4 separate regions of the Mus musculus genome follow, and all the other regions are linked to region 1. The links are chromatin contacts, called in public ChIA-PET, HiChIP or PLAC-seq and Micro-C maps. All regions are on one chromosome and are shown on one strand. Each heading gives the region's core, a stretch centred on a gene start, on an enhancer-like site or on the middle of the called end of the contact. The rest is flanking DNA. Distances are from core to core; before and after follow the strand shown.

Region 1 (3,150 bases), core at 233-2,732:
AGAAGATCACACAGCAACCAGTTGCAGTCCTAGGAAGATCTAGGAAGAATGCAGATCATTTCTTAAGGACCCATACGGGTCTTTAGCTCCCTCTCCATTCACCACAGAGTTGAAGGCACCAAGGCTTGCCTCTGGGAAGCCCACTTCTGAGAAAACATGAGCTTGCCTGCTCCCCAGAGCACAGTGATCTTTCTGTTCCAGAAATTCTCGGTGGCTTGCGAGGTGGGGGAAGGGGGGAGCACCCCAGCTGACAGTTGCTACCTGGATGAAGTGGTGGAGGGAGCCCCTCTAGAAACATAAGAGAGCTCCGGACTCTTGAGATGCGAGCCCTGGCTGCTGAGCCCAATGTACCTTTGCCTTTATTCTCTGGGGAGTGTAGTTTAGTGGCCACAGGTGGCACTGGACTAGCAAGAAACCTGTAAGAGGCTCCGGTGTGAGGTGTGGATTCGAATCTCTGCTGTGCTATTTGCTAACAGCTGTACCCGGGCAGGTTCCATAGCTTCTCCAAGACCTTTCTCAAAAGCCGAGTAGGGTTGATACAAGTCACTAATTAATACTGTTTGTCCCAAGCATCAAGTGAATCAAAATCTACATGGTGCATTTAGAACTATGCCCAGAACGGAGCAAGTTCTCAATAAATGTTAGCTTTTGTCACTAGGGTTAGATAGTGAGCAGAACTTTCTAAGTGCTATATCTGAGAGCCTGGGACTCCGTTGCCAAGGGAGACCAGGGAGCCTTTTCAAATATGAGAGCTCTGGCCCGAGGGATTGTCCACAACGAGAGTGTGGCGCCTTTCTCCTACCTCACTCTGACCGAGGGAAACCCACCCCCGGTCACAGGGGCGTCTTGGTCCCCCTCAGCCGCCTCCCGCTTGGCCCCAGCCCCCTGGCGCATCTCTCAGGCCCCCCTCCCGCCGCTCCACACCTGTCAGCCGCCCTGGCAGCCTCCCAGGGGCTCAAGCCCTGGGCCTCCGCCGCAACCCGTTCGACCCTGGGTCCTGGCTCCGCGAGCCTCGCGTTTGCCCGGGGCTGCTCTCGTAAACAAAACCCGGGCGTTGGAGCAGCCCCGCGGGCTGGGGAGCGCGGGAGCCAGCTCGGTGCGCGGTTCCGGCGCCGGGGGAACCCGGGGCGAGCAAGGGGCGATGGTGGCAGCCGCGGCGGCCGCGGCAGGCGGCTCAGCTTTGTTATGAATAGATGAAAGAGGCCACCTACACAGTAACCCAAATTACGAGACCTCCCTCCTCCCGATCTCACCGAATCAAGAAGGGAGGGGAGATGGGCGTGGAGGGAGGGCGGGCGAGAGGCGGAGGGCGGAGGAGGAAGAGGATGAGGAAGGGGCCAGTTGCATCCCACTTTCACAATGGGAAAGTGAAACGCACAAGCGCACCCAACCTCTCCAGCCCTCCCCGCCCGCCTCGCTCCCCTCCGCCCGTCCCCTCCCTTCCCCTCCGCGCCTCCCCGCGAGCGCCCGCGCCGCACAGAGGAACTCTCCGGCGAAGGCGGACGAGGAGGAAGCGTCTCCGGAGCGCGCAGGGCTTGCCGCCGCGGCACAGGCTGCCGGAGCGAGCCCGCCGCGCGCCGTCCTCCCTGCACTCCTTCCCGGCCGAGCCGCGGGGATGGGGCGGCCGCGGGAGCCCGAGCGCGCGCAGGAGCCGCCGCCGCCGCCACCGCCGCCCGCGTCTCCGTCGCCGCGCGCCTGAGCTGCCCGAGCTGCCGCGCGCCCTGCCCGGGGGCGGCCCCCCTAGCCCCATGGAGGTCTCCCGGAGGAAGACGCCGCCGCGCCCCCCGTACCCCGCCGCACCGTTGCCCCTGATCGCCTATCTGCTGGCGCTGGCAGCGCCCGCCCGGGGCGCGGACGAGCCGGTGTGGCGATCTGAGCAAGCCATCGGAGCCATCGCGGCGAGCCGGGCGGACGGCGTGTTCGTGGCGAGCGGCAGCTGCCTGGACCAGCTGGACTACAGCCTGAAGAACAGGCTCTCTCGCCTATACCGGGACCAAGCGGGCAACTGCACGGAGCCCGTCTCGTTGGCGCCCCCCGCGCGGCCCCGGCCCGGGAGCAGCTTCAGCAAGCTACTGCTGCCCTACCGCGAGGGGGCGACCGGCCTCGAGGGGCTGCTGCTCACCGGCTGGACCTTCGACCGGGGCGCCTGCGAGGTGCGGCCCCTGGGCAACCTGAACCGCAGCTCCCTGCGCAACGGCACCGAGGTGGTGTCATGTCACCCGCAGGGTTCGACGGCTGGTGTGGTGTACCGCGCGAGTGGCACCGACCTCTGGTACCTGGCGGTGGCCGCCACCTATGTGCTGCCGGAGCCGGAGACCGCGAACCGCTGCAACCCCGCAGCATCCGATCGCGACACGGCTATCGCGCTCAAGAACACGGAGGGGCGCAGTCTGGCCACGCAGGAGCTGGGCCGCCTGAAACTGCGCGGTAGTGCGGGCAGCCTGCACTTCGTGGACGCCTTTCTCTGGAACGGCAGTGTCTACTTCCCCTACTATCCCTACAACTACACGAGTGGCGCTGCCACCGGCTGGCCCAGCATGGCGCGCATCGCGCAGAGCACAGAGGTGCTGTTCCAGGGCCAGGCTGCCCTCGACTGCGACCACGGCCACCCTGAGGGCCGCCGCCTACTGCTTTCCTCCAGCCTGGTGGAGGCTGTGGACATCTGGGCCGGCGTGTTCAGCGCGGCCACTGGAGAGGGCCAGGAGAGGCGCTCCCCCGCCACCACGGCTCTCTGCCTCTTCAGGATGAGTGAGATCCAGGCGCACGCCAGGAGCTGCAGCTGGGACTTTCAAGCGACTGAGCACAACTGCGTAAGTCCAGCCCCCGGGGTTCAGATGGAGTCTTGGGTGACACTTACCAAGTCTCAGGTTCACTACACCACCGACTGGCCGAGATTGCAGGCTACTCTAAAGCACAGTCTGGGGTCCCCAAAGGGAGCGTGTAGAAAGGGTGACGGGGTAGCGGGGAGGATTGGAGGGAGGTTCAAAACTCTAGTGGCTGCCTCTCATCTTTTTAGTACAAATGCGGGCGCTTGTTTAGGACTGAGCTCCCCCCAACCCCCCGGGCCCGGGCTATCCTCTGTTCCTAACCGCTTCTCCAGACCAGAGTCTCAGTGGACATGTGGGCTTGACCCTTTGAGCTAACAGTTAC
Region 2 (3,331 bases), core at 802-3,301, 470 kb before region 1:
TCTAAGGCTGACTGCACCACTAATTCCTGCCTCCCGTGGAGGGTGCTTTCCAGGCTCCAAGCCTTCCTGCCATGTTGGAATGTGTCCTGTGAACCATGAACCGAGATCAATCTTTCCTCCCTTCCATCACCTCTGCCAGGTGGTTTGGTCATAGTACTCAGTAGAGTAAGGAGGCTGGAAGATTTACTACACCTGACAAAGAAAAATTAATCTGTATGATCTCAAAAAAAAAAAAAAAAAAAACACCACCACCAACAACAAAAAAACCAACAAAAAACCAAAACCCTTTAGGAGTGCAGAAGCACAGGCACACACTTCCACTTCCTCTGAGGTTTTCTACCAAGAAAGGATCAACCATTCATAAAACGTTGGTCTTAGTTATCCCTGCACATTGTAGAGGCTTAAAAAGTTTAACTTGGGCCTCCAACTCACTACACAGAACTCCAGAGGGATCCGCCTGTCCGTTCATGCTAACCTTTCACCGACATCTTGTTTTTAAGTTTACAGAAAACGTTAGGGACCTAAAGAAGGTAAGCATCCTGCTAAGTTACTCCCTGGCTTTACACAGGCTTTCTAAAACTTGAGTAAGAGGCATCCTTCCCATCAAAGATTCCAGGAAAACAGCCTCCCCCCTCCGCGGCCACACATACGAATCTATCGCTGACAAAGCCCCTGTAAGCTGGCTTATGTCCTCCCCTCGCGTTCACCATTCTGTAAGTGCATAGAATTATTTAAGAGGAAAAAAATTACTGTGGATAAAAATTGGTTCGGGGCCTTGGAATTGGCCGGTCGTGTTGTGTTTCCTTCCAGGGCCGGCAGGCGGGGCACCAGGCAAGGCTTGGAAGCCGCGCCTCTCTCAACCTCTCCTGGCCACCCTTGCCCAACTTCCCCATAGACACAGCTTCAACTAAAAGTGGCCATTGACCTTTCAAGCTTTTGAGCAGTGGGGCAACAGAACAGTATTTCAAAGAAAAATGGTTATCGAAATTTCGAATCCGGTTTTCCCATGAGTGTTTTTTTTTTGTTTTTGTTTTTCTGTTAAAAAAAAAAAAAGTAGGTCACATTCAAAGTGGGTCACGTTTCAGGAGCCGGCGTGCCTGGATGCCGGCGCGGAGGCTAGGTGGCCTCTTACAGAGTGGGAGGTGAGGGTCCCAATAGGAAAGAAGTACTGGGATCAATACGAACTCCGGGTCCCTGGCTTTGCAAGGATTCACAGAGACAAACGCACCAGGCCTGTGACCCCGCACCCCACCCGGGCACAGGTAAGGGCACCTCCTCTGTAGGGTGGCCAGGGTGGGTCTCCCGAAGGGCAAGCAGGAGTTGAGCTGAGGAGGAAAGGAGAAGCTGGGCAAGGCTGATGCAGGGGACTACCAGTTGGAGCTCCAGGGGGGAGGGATTGAGGGCAGTCTGCGCAGCTTTAAGGAGGCGCTCAGCTCGTCTCTTTCCTGGCCTTCTAGGATGCTGGCGGAGGGGACAGTCTCTGGTTCGCTTCCCGAGGTGCCCGGGAGTGGTAGTCGACCTGGGCAGTGGCGTGCTAGCTCTAGCTCTGTGTGTGTCTTAGAGAGGGAGGGACGGACATCTGAGCCCCGCCCCCTTCCCGCACGCTGGTCCTGCATCCCACATGGAGGAGAGGAGGGTCGCGTCTGGCAGGCGCACAGCGGGGTGGATGGCTGGCCTAAAGGTTCCCTCCTACGTGGAGGGCTGGGGAGAAGAGGGGCTGCTATTCGCGGGACCGAGGTGCTCAGCTGTTGCAGACACAGGGGCAGGTACTGGTGGCTTAATAGGCATTGGCTGGGGACTTCTCCTTGTTCCCGAGCACCCCGAGGTGCAGGGTCAGAGGAGGGCGGAGTCGCAGGCTTCCACCCCGCAGCCACCAGCACCAGCACCCGCACCGGCTCTCTCCACCCGGCTCCCTTGAAGCCTGCGCATTAGCGGCCGGGGCCTCTTTAAAGCGCTGGCGGGGGCTGCGGTCACGTGAGGCGGATTCCTGGAAAGTTCCTGGAAAGCGGCCTCCGCCGCGGCCGGGCGGGGCGCGAGGGGCGGGAGGCGGGGAGCGAGGGAGGCGCGTCGGGCTGGGAAGTCGCGCGCACACTCGGCTCCGGGGACAGACGGTTAACTCTTGCCAAGTCTCGCCGCCTCTGCGGCTCCCGGGCCTTGGGCTTCCCCCCTGAAGCATGAGCCTTTCCTCCCGCAGCCGCCAACGCTGCGCGGGTCTCGGACAGTGCGCGCCGGGACTCCAGGCGCGCGCCCTCAAGATCCCTTGTGCCCGGAGCCCGGAAGCTTGCGGCAGGTACCGCTCGCGAAGCCCGAAGGTTCCGCCCGGGGGGACAGTGGCCGGGAGGGCGGCGGGGTGCGAGCACGGGGGCGGCGGCGGACCGCCTGGGCGTCCGCAGTTTAGGGCGCCCCGGGAGAGTTCAAGTCGGGGCTCTGCCCCATCCGGACTCAACTGCCTCCTCTCTCCCGGGTTCCTTCTCGGTCTCGGGAAATTTTCCGAGCACCCCCACCCCCCAACAACTGCTACCCAAATTTATAATCCTAATAACCTGATCTCCCGCTCCTCCCCGCCAGCCTCCGCCCTTGCTCCCCCACCCCACCCCTTCTCTTTCTCCCATCTCCTCCGCTTCAACTGGAGGGAAACCCGGCACTGGCGAGCAGGGGTGTCAGCCTGGGGCGGAGAGGGGGGGGGGAAGCTAGGCGACGATCCCTGGGATTTTTGTCTGCCTTTGGCGCAGAAAAACTCGGTTGCTTTTACTGAGCGCAGAGCCGATTGCATCCCCAGGCATCTCCTTCCACAAATAAACGTCACCCGGGGAACTCAGACGGACACCCCTCCTTGCCCCCTGGCTCCCCCGCCCCTTGTCCGCTGGGGAGGCTGCCTAGTGCGGAGGCGGCAGTCGCGGCGGTGGAGGTAAGACCTCAGTCCCAGTTGATGGCATGGCCCGCTGCGCTCGCTGTTGCGGGCTCAGCCCCGGCCTCATTTGGAGCTCCGGCGGGGGCTGCACGCTCCGGCCGATTCCTCGACAGCGCCCGCGGCGGCAGCCGCAGGAGCCGCGGTCCGCGTTTTGGAGCGACCGCCGCTGAGCCCCCCATCCTCGTCTGGAGCGTGCTCCAGGAAGCGGCAGGAGTGGGGGTGAGGCCGCCTCCGAGGCAGGGATGCAGCGGCTGGCGCGCCGCTAGCGCACCGCAGCACCCTCGGCTGGCGACCCAGGAGCCCTGCGGCGCTTTAGGGCGTGGAACCAGGTTTTGCCGGATGCATCCTCCCAAGGGCCCTGGGGCTGCTCGAAATGTAAGATGGAAATGCCAAGTGCAGAGAACTGCCCGGTTCTTTGTG
Region 3 (3,408 bases), core at 813-3,312, 380 kb before region 1:
AGATTTTTTTTTTCAATAAATAAGAAAATCTTGGGGTTCATAGTGTGATCAAGTATCCGGCAAAGTAGGAAGATTCCCTCCTCTGAGCTAAAGGTTTAACTCTCCTCTTCCTATAGTTGTGTATTTCAGTATGTTTTTGTTTTTTCTCCTGGCCCCTGCTACTGAAATAAAAATTCTGAGATTCAAACCTATTTACAAATACCTAGTTCATTAACTTTGCCTGTTCCTTGACTCACAAGAAACATTAGCTCATAAATTAATTACCCCATTATTCTATTCTAAATCCTGCCATATGACTGGTTACCTGGTCCTCAGGTTTTTGCTTTGGTCTCCATCAGCATTCTGGGGTCATTCTCTCACCTGTCTCTGTCCCAACATATTCTCTCTCTCTCTCTCTCTCTCTCTCTCTCTCTGCTGGATGTCCCACCTTTTAACTTCATGCCTAAGCTCATTGGCCAATCAGCTTTTTATTGACAGGTCAATGTTTTTATACAGTGCACAAGAGATTTATCTCTATACTCATTTGGATGATCACCGAAGCTGTTGTTGACAGTTATTCACCTTTTATTGTTTTCCTTTTTTTAAAGACCAATGATTCTAGAGCTAAAGATAATGAAGGACCCTCTGTGTAGCTCAAGCTTGTGCAAGGAGGTGACAGTTGGGTGATTCACTAGCAATATTTTGACTGCCATTAGAAGAATAGAGTCAATCATACATGGTTGTGTGGTGTACTGGAAAGAGCAGGAGATCAGAGGGACTTGGTTAGAATTTAGGTTTTACTCTGTATTGGCTGTGAGATTTTGGATGATACAATTGACTTTCCTGCTTCTCTAGACTGCAATGATTTGAAATGCTAAAAAGAATTCCTACCACTTACATAAAAACACTGTCAGTAAGACAGCTAGTGCCTGCATAGAAACCCTGGAGTATATTAGCATTGTAAGTTTGCACATACAGTTGAAAGGTGTTGAGGAAGGAGATTTATAAGTGTCTACTGATATGTTTATAGATATTTTATTTTCAACTGGAGGTACTGGTAGAAATATTCTTTTTCTATTGTCAAAAAATTTTTTTAGCACACACATCCTTTTTGTTACATGTCACCCAACTAATTAATGAGTTTATTAATTGTTTTATTTTATGAAGTAATTTGTGCATGTAGGTGTATATTACTGGGAGTTGAACTCAGGGCTTAACTGCTAGATTAACTTTTGACTAGCTTATTATAGTCAGGCTCTCATGGAGTTTTTTCTGTTAAGATTCAACAATTCATTTACTCTTTCACTTAGATAACGTAGATCACCTGTTCTCAACCTGTGGCTCTGTAACAACCCTTTCACAGTGGCAGTGTAAGACTTATCAGAAAACACAGATGTTTACACTAGGATTTATAACATAGCAAAATTAGTTATGAAGTAGCAACAAAAATAATTTTATGGTTGGGGGACACCATATTACAAGGTCAAAGCATTAGGAAGATTGAGAACTACTGCCTTAGAGTTTTTAAACCACTCTCTCTCTTTTTTAATGTAGGAGAGTGTGCCTCTTTTCCCACAGCAAACATGGCGGAACAAACTTCAACCTGACGTCTTGCGCCCTCAACAAAGATGGCTACAGCACTTCCTGCTCTTGCCTTTAACAAAGATGGTCGCAATACTTCCTGTCTAGGACTTTTGCCCTCAACAAAGATGGTCTTTATGGTACAGGTTCCCTAGCAGTCTGGATTCCGGTTGTAGTTTTAGTTATTCTTTTTTTTTTTTTTTTTAAACGGTACGTGGTCGCAGACGTAAGTAAGATGACTCCATCTTCTCTCGCTGTCCCCGCGCCGTGGCGACATCGCCCCTGCGCGGCTCTCCCGGGGGCTGGACCGGGGTTCGGGTGGCGGTGCCGGGGGTCGGTTTCCTCCGAGAGGACAGTCTGCGGCTTCATTTACCGTGAAAATCGTCGGTAGCTCTAACTGTGCCACAACCACGGCTTTCAGCTGCCGAGACAGGGAACTTTTTACAAGTTCCAAATGGAAACACGCTGCCAAAACAAAACAAAACAAAACGGTCACCCACGCCCTCCTCACCTGCCACCTCCCGATTTGGCGGAAGATCGCGAGCAAGGCTGGGATCCGACGTCCCGCTTGTGTGGGCTGAGGGTGGCAGAAGCCCCGCCCGCCACCCTTGCTCCCCTTGCCTTCATTGCCACCGCAAGCCACCCCGCAGCACACTAGCGACCTGAGCTCATTCAGTGTCCCATGCATGCGTGCTCACGGCCCTACTGCGACCCACATTCCGAATTCTTGTGAGGCTTATCGGTAAAGGCACACAAACACTCATTTTCTTGAGGGTGCTTGTCCTTTCTTTGAATGCTCTATAAACTTCTTTCCTCCGGACTGTCTTCTATTGCTGGTCAGGGTCTATAAATAAATGTCCCTGGTGCTTTTTAGCAGTTTCTAAAGCGTGGGTGCTGGACTAACTCTGGCAAAGCAATATTGAAATCCACTATTTTCTAGCATTTAATTTTATATAATAATATAAATAGATTAATAAATCTGTAATCCTTAGGGATTGCATTTTAAGTAAGGGATCAGATCTGTTTTCTGTTGGCTCTCTTACTGCACAAGGAATTGAAATAGGGCCCCATTATCGTGAGAAGCAGAGGTAGAAACATCCATAATGAGTGTCGTTCATTATGCCGGGAAGTGTTTGAAATATCCGTGGTTTGGCTTAACAGCCGCTTAGGAAACACCGTGGCTCAGCAGCCTCTTAAGATATAAAGACCTGACTGATTTTTGAGGTGCTCATTAATGAGTTTGCAGCAATACACTGACTTTGGGGGGGGGGGTGTCCATCAGCATTCCTGAAACCTAGGTGCTCATTTTGGCTCTTTCCAGGAAGAAATGGAAGCCAGAGACAAGCAGGTACTCCGCTCCCTGCGTCTGGAGCTGGGTGCCGAGGTACTGGTGGAAGGACTGGTTCTTCAGTACCTTTACCAGGAAGGAATTTTGACAGAAAACCACATTCAAGAAATCAAAGCTCAAACCACAGGCCTCCGGAAGACAATGCTGTTGCTGGACATCCTGCCTTCCAGGGGCCCCAAAGCTTTTGACACCTTCCTCGATTCCCTCCAGGAATTTCCCTGGGTAAGAGAGAAGCTGGAGAAGGCGAGAGAGGAAGTCACAGCCGAGCTGCCTACAGGTAGGCCCCAAAGAGATCCCCTCAAAACAGCTCTGGAAGTGTTGCAACCATGCCCAGTGGATTGGAATTTGGTCTTTTAGGAGGGACCAGGGCCACGAGCATGGGCAACGGTTTGGATGCAGAGGGCATGGCGTCGGAGGGTCAAGACGAGGAGGCGGTGTTAGGAAACTCGAGGAAGGAAGGGAACATGAACCCTGAGGCTGAGGGGTTAAGGAGGGAACTG
Region 4 (3,080 bases), core at 181-2,680, 510 kb before region 1:
TTAATCCCAGCACTCAGGAGGCAGAGGCAGGCAGATTTCTGAATTCGAGGCCAGCCTGGTCTACAGGGCTATCTCGAAGAACCAAAATAAATAAATAAGTAAAATAGTTAGTAATAAACACAGACAAGGGTCTGTAGTAGACAGCCCTTGCTTATCACAGTCCCAAGACCCCCAGTGCCATCTGAAGCTGCAGACTGTACCAAGCTTGATACCAACTATACTTGTTCTTCACTATCCATCCCTATGATAGCTTAATTTATAAGTTGGGCAAAATAAGGTATTAACTAAAAGAACTAGTAACACATAGAGTGAGTGTACTACCCTGTAATAAAAGTTATTTCAGACTTATGAATTGGTTACTTCTAGAATTTTCCATTTAATGTTTTCGGACTATGACTGATTCCATGGAACAAACGCACAGAAACTAAAACCATAGATAAAGGGGCAACTACAGTATATCCAAGGAAGGTCATTGCTATATTATTTACATGATGGAGAAATTGGAAATGAACTTGATTCTTTAAAAAAAAGGGAGACAGTCTACCATAAAATATTGTGTTAAATCCAATGTTGGTGAAGATAGTGTAATAATATAAAAAAGATTCCAGTGAAAAACATATCTAGAAAAGGGCCTGCGATTATAGATAAATATTTGCCCTGTGAATACATGAATGCGTATCACTTTATTTTTATTTATTTATTTATTTATTTTTGATTTTTCGAGACAGGGCTTCACTGTGAAGCCCTGGCTGTCCTGAAACTCACTCTGTAGACCAGGCTGGCCTCGAACTCAGAAATTCACCTGCCTCTGCCTCCCGAGTGCTGGGATTAAAGGCGTGTGCCACCATTCCCATCGAGTATCACTTTATAATCAGAAATAATTATTTTAAATGATCTGGAGAGATTACATGGCCTCACCCTCAACCCCTCCTCGGCTTCTCTATGGTCTGGTTCTTTCCGAACATGTTCAAGGGCCAGGGTATTCGTCTCTTAGGCTTTGGTGATTAAAAACTTCCAGCCTGTGGACCCCTTGAGAAAGCCTCTTTGCAGGAAGAGGGGAACGGTAAGGAGTATCATAGGAGCGCAGAACTTTGATCTGGGAATCATCAGTGTCAGCAAGAAGACCATGAAACATTACTGGACAGAAAGAAAAACCTCCTGCCCAATGTGCTTTCTCTCTTAATCATGAAAATCTCAAAACGGAGGCGTTTCCCCAGCCAGAATCACCAGATGATTATAATTTGGTGATTATACATTTTCCTAGGACTACAGTACATCTTCTGGCAATGTTGAGAAAGTGATTGTATCCTGACCAGGCTGGTTGAAGCATTTCTTTCCCCTCTACAGCCTGCCCAGAGGTAGCCCAGTATCCCAACACAAAGTCTCTCCTTCCTGCGAGGCCGGGCAGACTTCTGCAAGCAGGCTGTAAAAGGGGCGGGTTCTTACCCCCCACCCTAGCAGCCCTGTGACCTGTGCCTTGCTCACTCTACCCCTCAGTACTGTCTTTCCTGAGGCATTGGCTCTGCCACCATAAGAAAGCCACCAGTGTCTAGAAATCTTGGCATCTGATGGCCAGAGGTTGGGAAACCTCTTCTTGGCTCTGGATCTTATTATTATTACTTATAATGAAAAAATAGCCAGAGAAATAAAGATTAGCATTTTTTAAAAGTATCCTAGGTAGAGATGACACTTCTGGAATTATACAGAGGGGAAGAGGATAAAGACAACATGAAATCCTGAACGTGACCTTGAGTGTAGCTTACAAAGGACATTCTTAGTGGTAGCCGGATACATTTCTAGTATCAAGAAAGGGTTTTATACAAAGAACCTTTTGTTAATAATAGTTATTGACCATTTGGAGAGAGACAGAGACAGAGACAGAGACAGAGAGCATGCATGTTTTCTGAGAGGGTGGCTTAAGGGTCTCTAAAATTTTATAAGCATTTCCTTCTTTCTCTGTTTTGTTAAGCGCGAAGTTAGAAACATTTCTACCTCATTAGCCTCAATTCAAAGACTCATTTGGGACACCTGCTACTTAAGCCCAGTTTTCTATTTTTAAGACCGCAATCTTGGGCATTCTTGAAAAGCATCTGCTTGTTTATTTTAGTTCATTTTTAAGAAAGTAGCTCCTGGCCAATCTGTACTGCAGTGTCTGAAGAGATGTAACGAAACTAGATATAGAAGACTGACATGTGTTGTGTGTGTGGTATGTGGTGTATGTGTGGTGTGTGTGTGTGTGTGTGTGTGTGTGTGTGTGTGTGTGTGTGTGTGTGTGTAAAAGGGCAGTGGGTTGAAAGCCATATTCTGAATCAAGGGCAACACCTGTTAAGTGGAAACTGGTTAGCTATAAATAGAGTGTTAAACAGGTAGATCAGAACACAGTAATGGAAGCCTAGAGTCATCCCTACCTCTGAAGCAAGGAAACCTGTGCCACACTATGTAGGTCCTCCCTGTCGCAGGATTTTCCTTGTCCAATCATATTAGGGCAGCAGGAGGCCTGTGATTGGACAGGGAAAAGAGAGGCGGAGCTAAGAGTTGCAAAGACAGAGAATGTCTCAGCGAGAAAGGGAAGCCTGAGATAGAAGTGGACAGGAACCAGAGTGGCTTTAACCGCCACAGGTAGTTCTGATATCACAAGGTGAGAATAATTGGGATAAAGCTTTCGTCATTATCATTTGGCTCTGAAATTATTGTACTGGCATCTTGTAAATTGAGAATTTATTGATACATAAATCTGATTGGTTAATTATAAGCTTCACGAGTTTTGCTTCTACCTGGTAAATGGGTGTTGTGGTGGCTGACCATGGGGTGGACAGTTGTGGTGTGGGGTTGGTGTGACAGCAAAAGGAACTCGGGAGCTCTGGCCCCCGCCAGAGAGTTGGCAGGTAGAGACAGAGCCCATGGGACGGACTGCCATGGGGCCGAGAATTGCCAGCAAACTTGTGGGACTGTGCTGGGCCCTTTAAAAAAAAATATTTCCCGCAGCACCTCCCATACTGTGAATGTTGAAGAAAGTGTTACCATTTTTGGAAACTTCAAGAAAATGATTCAATCACCTGACTGGGATTCATGTGTGCTCA

Evidence for each region. A called contact is a pair of places that touch in the nucleus more often than the background predicts. ChIA-PET counts read pairs in DNA pulled down with a chosen protein or histone mark. HiChIP or PLAC-seq counts read pairs in DNA pulled down with a chosen protein or histone mark.
Region 2: a contact with region 1 is called in a Micro-C map of embryonic stem cells, with 5 times the contacts expected there. The contact joins the promoter of Socs2 here to the promoter of Plxnc1 in region 1. A contact is called at or near these places in 5 of 39 promoter capture datasets (the SN4741 cell line, cranial neural crest, embryonic stem cells and 2 more), 7 of 484 Hi-C or Micro-C datasets (bone marrow-derived macrophages, cerebral cortex, embryonic stem cells and 1 more), 14 of 115 datasets of contacts at active chromatin or transcription factors (astrocytes, craniofacial prominence, embryonic basal ganglia and 9 more) and 2 of 9 other capture datasets (liver and macrophages).
Region 3: a contact with region 1 is called in an RNA polymerase II ChIA-PET map of memory CD8 T cells, with 15 read pairs. The contact joins the promoter of Cradd here to the promoter of Plxnc1 in region 1. A contact is called at or near these places in 2 of 39 promoter capture datasets (the HPC-7 cell line and neutrophils) and 4 of 115 datasets of contacts at active chromatin or transcription factors (bone marrow-derived macrophages, embryonic stem cells, fibro-adipogenic progenitors and 1 more).
Region 4: an H3K4me3 HiChIP or PLAC-seq map of embryonic stem cells shows a contact between it and region 1, with 2.5 times the contacts expected there. The contact joins the enhancer-like site here to the promoter of Plxnc1 in region 1. A contact is called at or near these places in 2 of 39 promoter capture datasets (cranial neural crest and embryonic stem cells), 13 of 115 datasets of contacts at active chromatin or transcription factors (astrocytes, bone marrow-derived macrophages, embryonic basal ganglia and 7 more) and 1 of 9 other capture datasets (embryonic stem cells).

Annotation. Positions count from the first base shown.
Region 1 is chr10:94,943,177-94,946,326 of GRCm38.p6, reverse strand. It overlaps Plxnc1 (plexin C1), which reads left to right and starts at 1,482. Exons shown (of 31, transcript NM_018797.3): 1 at 1,482-2,810. The coding sequence starts at 1,749.
Region 2 is chr10:95,415,577-95,418,907 of GRCm38.p6, reverse strand. It overlaps Socs2 (suppressor of cytokine signaling 2), which reads left to right and starts at 2,051. Exons shown (of 3, transcript NM_007706.4): 1 at 2,051-2,290. 5730420D15Rik (RIKEN cDNA 5730420D15 gene) reads right to left here and starts at 1,533. Exons shown (of 5, transcript NR_045339.1): 1 at 1,229-1,533.
Region 3 is chr10:95,322,363-95,325,770 of GRCm38.p6, reverse strand. It overlaps Cradd (CASP2 and RIPK1 domain containing adaptor with death domain), which reads left to right and starts at 2,062. Exons shown (of 3, transcript NM_001330138.1): 1 at 2,062-2,302; 2 at 2,882-3,185. The coding sequence starts at 2,888.
Region 4 is chr10:95,452,886-95,455,965 of GRCm38.p6, reverse strand. No RefSeq gene overlaps it. Among named protein-coding and RNA genes, the nearest start is that of 5730420D15Rik, 37 kb to the right of the region's middle. Within about 2 kb of position 1,430, at least 11 of the 459 cell types and tissues checked have an H3K27ac peak or open chromatin away from gene starts, as enhancers often do. A contact at or near this core is called in embryonic stem cells, where this site is marked.